Regions from separate parts of the Pan troglodytes genome. Here region 2 is linked to region 1. The links are chromatin contacts, called in public capture Hi-C maps. All regions are on one chromosome and are shown on one strand. The core of a region is the stretch at or near the end of the contact, and the rest is flanking DNA. Distances in the headings are between cores, read along the strand shown.

Evidence for each region. Capture Hi-C pulls out chosen DNA fragments and counts their contacts.
Region 2: a contact with region 1 is called in a capture Hi-C map of stem cell-derived neural stem cells, with 6 times the contacts expected there. The contact joins two enhancer-like sites. A contact is called at or near these places in 4 of 7 Hi-C or Micro-C datasets (blood, induced pluripotent stem cells and stem cell-derived neural progenitor cells) and 1 of 1 other capture datasets (stem cell-derived neural stem cells).

What each region holds. Positions count from the first base shown.
Region 1 is chr12:17,315,382-17,318,033 of NHGRI_mPanTro3-v2.0_pri, reverse strand. No RefSeq gene overlaps it. Among named protein-coding and RNA genes, the nearest start is that of FHL2, 79 kb to the left of the region's middle. Within about 2 kb of position 1,288, at least 1 of the 24 cell types and tissues checked has an H3K27ac peak or open chromatin away from gene starts, as enhancers often do. A contact at or near this core is called in stem cell-derived neural stem cells, where this site is marked.
Region 2 is chr12:17,458,599-17,461,250 of NHGRI_mPanTro3-v2.0_pri, reverse strand. FHL2 (four and a half LIM domains 2) reads right to left here. Exons shown (of 7, transcript XM_016949218.3): 4 at 252-426. Among named protein-coding and RNA genes, the nearest start is that of C2AH2orf49, 37 kb to the left of the region's middle. Within about 2 kb of position 1,345, at least 5 of the 24 cell types and tissues checked have an H3K27ac peak or open chromatin away from gene starts, as enhancers often do. A contact at or near this core is called in stem cell-derived neural stem cells, where this site is marked.

The DNA of each region.
Region 1 (2,652 bases), core at 39-2,538:
GTGTGTGTGTATATGTGTACGTATATGTACGTGTATATATGTGTATTATGTATGTATGTATATTTTTCTCTGATAACTTACTGCTGCCTTTGAGGGCACAGGCCCCAGCTCCCTGGTATTTGTGCTACAGAACTCTGGCAGGCACCCAGGGACTTGGCTGGCCAGAGGACCAGGAGCATGTGGGACCAGTGCCTGGGGCTCCCAGCCAGGTTTTCAGCCCTTGCCATGCTGCCTTCTATACTGACCCCTTGCCCTTTGCAGAATGCCTGTGGGTTTGAGAACGTCCCAGGGGACTTGCTGCTAGCCTCTTCCAGCTGGTGACGTCTACAGGCTTGGAGGCCATGGCTCCATAGGCAGCATGCCCAGAACACTTACCAACAAGAGTGCACCCAGAGGCTGCAGTTTCGGCTCTAGATGGGGTCCTCTTGTCCTGCCATGCCCATGTGTCCCAAGCAGGCATGTGAGGGAGAAGAGAGTCAGAATCCCTTCTGCACTGATGGGCTCTCAAGAGGCATGATATGTACTTGCATAGAGAGGGCCAGTGTGGATTTAGAATCAGCCAAACAGAACTGGGTTTGAACCCCAGCCCCCTGATGACACCTGTGTGACCTGGTGAGGTGGCCTGGCCTCTCTGGACCAGAGTCCTCACGGGAAACATGTTTTCACCTGCATTGGACCTGCTTCCCGGGGTGCTGGCCGGCCAAGGGCTCAGCCTAAGTGTTCAGTGATGTCTGTCTCGGTATCATCACTGCCTGAGCGCCACGGTCTGCAGGCGGCGTGGGGCAGGGCTAGGAAGGGTCCATGGCTGGGACCAGCTCCAATGTTGATGAGCGTTTCCTTTATAAGAGGTGCTGAGCAAGCACCGTCCTCATCCAATCCTCCCAACAAACTTGGGGTTTTGGTTTGTTAATCCCCAGGTCACAACCAAGGAAGTCACCTCTCACGAAGGCCACTCAGCTGATGGACAGAGTCAGGCCTACATCTGGCCTCCCTGATCTACTTCCCCAGGAGTCCAAAAACCCAGATGTCCTCCACATTAGCTCATTTCCCACAGCACTGCACTTTGTCATCCACACCAAAGTCGGGTGGAGTTAATTCCCTGCTAAACTCATCCTTGGCTCTGCAAGACGAATGCCGAACCCTTAGCCTAGGCCAGGAGGGGAACCCTTCACACCCCGGGGGCCGCAGCTCCAGCTCAGCCCCCAACACCCATCAATGCACACAGGCTATTTGACCCCCTTGCCAGCTCCTAGGCAGCCCACACTTGTGTCTGTGCACGTGTGCTGCTGCATCTTCCAGGGACCATGCTTCTCCTCTAACGCCTTGTGTAAGTGTGACCTCTCTGGGGAAGGTCTGCCTCATCCCCTGGGGAGACACACTTGCTCCCTCATCTGGGCCCTCTTGGCATGGTGTTCATTCTCCACTGCATGGCGCTATCATTGATCAGTTTGCGTGTATGCTAGGAACTCCTAACCAGTATTTATTGGACCTCTACAAGCCTGGGATTCTGTAAGTGCTGAACTCCATGCAGGCAGGGCTATCTCAGCCACCTGCTGCCTGGGTGGCTCTGGGCAGGCCCTTCAACTCTGTGCTCAGGATCCTCATTTGCACAATCAGCTAAAAGTAGCATTTTGTTCCTAAGGTTTTTATAAAAATTAAATTAGTTAATATGGATGAGGTGCTTAGACTAATGTTTGGCTCACAGTAAGTAAAAGCTAATAAAGATTGACTACTATTATTATACTCAGTAAATATTAAATTAATACATGAAAATAGCACAAATGGAAGCCCAATTTAGCCTTTTGCCCTTCACAGACCGCAGGTTCCCTTTCTTCCATATCTATAAAAAACTTTCTGGACAAAGTAGTTACTCAACATTTATTAAATACAAAGAATAAATTAGTTTAAATATCACAGAAAAGAAGGATGCTAAACCCCACACCGCCACTTACTGGAAGATATCATGCACTCAAACCATAGGCTATTACTAAACTTCAGTTTGTCTTTAAATAAAAATTCTTGGGGGGACAGAGTCTTGCTCTACTAGAGCTAGAGTACAGTGGCATGATCATAGCTCACTGTAGCCTCAAATTTCTGGGCTGAAGTGACCCTCTGCCTTGACCTCTGAGTAGCTGGCATGCACCATCACACCTGGCTGACTTAAAAATAAATTTTTTTAAGAGATGGGGTCTTGCTATGTTGCCCAGGCTGACCTCAAGCATCCTCCAACCTCAGCCTCCCAAAGCACTGGGATTACAGGTATGAGCACCATACCCAGCTTAAAATTTTTTATTTCTTAACTGACAATCAAGAACTTACATTGGAACAACTAGCAGGGAGTGCTGCCCCTTCAAGATATTTCTTACTTGTTTTAGCCAAACTGGTTTCAGTTTGGGTGAGATTAGATTTTCAGTTGTTTTTTAGTAATGTAGACACACATTACTATATGCTTATTTATATCCTCTGACTTTGAGTGTTCTCAAGGGTTCTAGTCACAGAATCATCTAGTCTTTAGGAAAAGAAGAGACCAGAAGGGCATTAACATATATTTAGTTCTGACCATGTGCCAGGCATGGACCTCTGGGTTCAAATGGTCTCATCTAGGATATGGGATAAGTAAGAACAGAACGGTTAAGTATGTGTGATGAAATT
Region 2 (2,652 bases), core at 96-2,595, 140 kb before region 1:
TTACTTACTCTAACAATTTGACTGCATAACACTGCCCCACGTGCACAGCAAAAAGATCCTGTTACTGCCCATGATAGAACCTGTATGTCCCTGCTTCGTAAGTACTCTAAATACTCCTCTGTAGTTCAAGGTCAAACTGGAAAGTCAACACGAGCGTCTGGAACCAAGTCAATGTGAACAGGGGGTCAGAGGAACGTGCACAAGGCTTGTAGCTAGACTGGCTCACGCATGAGAAAGGAGTGTCTCCTGACCTGGCATGATGGTCTTCTTGCATTCCTGGCACTTGGATGAGTACTCGTTGGAATAGCAGTCTGTACAGAGCAGCTGGTCCTCCTTGGCAGCAAAGGGCTTGTCCACCAGTGAGTTTCTGCACTGCGAGCAGTGGAAACAGGCTTCATGCCAGTGTCGGTCCTTGTAAGACAAGTCCTGTGGGGCCAGACCACACAAGACAGTCAGAGGTGGGACAGGAGGGCTTGGACCCACAGCATAGGGGCCCCTTGCGAATCTGCAGGGCAAACAAGGAAAGAAGTTGGGCCGAGGCACCCTGGCGCACCCACATTCATGCCCCAGGACCACCTAACTGCTGAAATCAATTAAGACTAGGCTGCTTTTCTCTTGCTGCATTTTAGAGCAACAGGTTAGACAGATGTGCATGTATGCACATGTCTGTGTGTGAGAGATGCTTCTAAAAAACAAAGGGATTTCCCTTATGTATTGCCTGCAAGAAAGAGAAACAGAAAACATGAACACCTATCAATTCGTCTCACACCACATCCGGCGACAGAGAAACAGACTGCAGGACGTCCTTGGCTGAGGGAGCCCTGCCCAACTCAGATCACTCTGGTCACCGGCATGGCAGAGAGGCTCTGGGTGTCGGGATGTTCACAGGAGGCCCAAGGACTGTTTGGTGGGAGACGGTCAGGAGAGGCTGTGTGTGTGGGTGCTACCTCTGTGGGTGGCCGTGAGCTGGGGGAGGAAGGGAATTTCAGGCAGAGAAAGAGCACAGACACAGAAGATCTGGGGACGGGGGGCATGTCAGATTGGAGGGACCACAGGCCGGGGCGAGGGGGGAGGGCCCCCCGGCCTGGCTGGACTGGAACATATGGCTGCCTTTTTGCCTTTTATGTCTGTGTAGAGATTCCGTTGATCCTGAAGGCAGTGGACAGCTGCTTTTCACCAGGAGAGTGAAGTGCTCAGACTGGGGGACGGGTAAGGATGTGGGAGTGGAGGGGGGTGAGGGTGGGAGAAGTGAGACAAAAACTGAGCACACATGGGAGAGGCCCTGAGAAGACAGACGTGTGCTTTTGAGTAAAAGATGAGGGAGAGAAAGGAGCCCCGCAGAAAACTCGACTCCACACTTGGCTTCATCTTGCCTGAGGAATAAGAGAACCCTCCACATTTGCCTTTTAAAAATGACATACGGCCTTTTTAAAGTGCCAATACAAAATTAAAATAACAATCTCTTTATGCCCAGCTTTATCTTAGAAAGGATATGTTTCTATTGCTGTCTTTGTGTTCCCAGCTCTGACCCCAAATCATCATCCATTTATACATGAGGCAGAAACAGAATATTAGGCTCTGCACGGTTTCCTGGGCAGGCTTCCAGTTGGTAGGTACCCTGAACAGGGCGCAGGAGGGCTGTTCACGCGATGGCCCTGAAGAAGAGCCTGCCCACGATGTCTCTGTTACTGAAACCGAAGTCGAAGCTGGAGTTATGCTGAATGTAGGACGTGAAGACATGGATCTTGGCCTTGATTAGAAAGTCCTAAAACACCAGCTAACTCGGAACCAAAACTAGAACAAACAGTTCTCTTTTGCTGAAGTATCTGTGTGTGTGTGTGCACATGCGCATGCACGTGCACATGTGCATGTATGTGTGTTTTCCCGGAACCTGGAACCAAACTAAAGTTATTTGATTTAGTGATCTCTTTGCGCATTTTGTTTTAGTTCAAGGAATTTTAAAAATGTGAACGCTGAGACACTTTGAAGACAGTCATGACTATGACCTTTGTGAGGGGTGACCTCTTGTGCTATCCCTGTTGGAAGTTTGCTTCCTGGAACATCTGGGAATAGGATTATTGCTGACGCAAGACGATAAAGAATGAAGGAGAGGTCGGGCACAGTGGCTCACGCCTGTAATCCCAGCTCTTTAAGAGGCAGAGGCGGGCAGATCGCCTGAGGTCAGGAGTTCAAGACAAGCCTGGCCAACATGGCGAAACCCTATCTCCACTAAAAATACAAACATTAGCTGGGCGTGGTGGTGCATGCCTTTAGTCCCAGCTACTTGGGAAGCTGAGGCAGGAGAATCGCTTGAACCTGGGAGGTGGAGGTTGCACAGCCTGGGTGACAGAAGGAGACTCCGTCTCAAAACAAAAGGAATGAAGGTGAGAGGAACATAGAGTGCTCTCAAAGCTGGACTAAACACCCTTGTTTCTGCGGAATTCGTTCTCACCTGAGCCCAGCACCTCTGGGTATTGTGGGTCCCCTGGGGTAGGCACTGCCTCTCAGGGGGACTCGGGGGCAGGTTGCTGAAATGTCCAAGCCCTCCTCATCCTTGAGAACCCAAACTGGGTATGCACTGGGAGTTGGGGGCAGAGGGCTAACCCGTCTTTTGTATTTTTAGCTTAAAGTATTTTCAGAAATCTGAGGGGA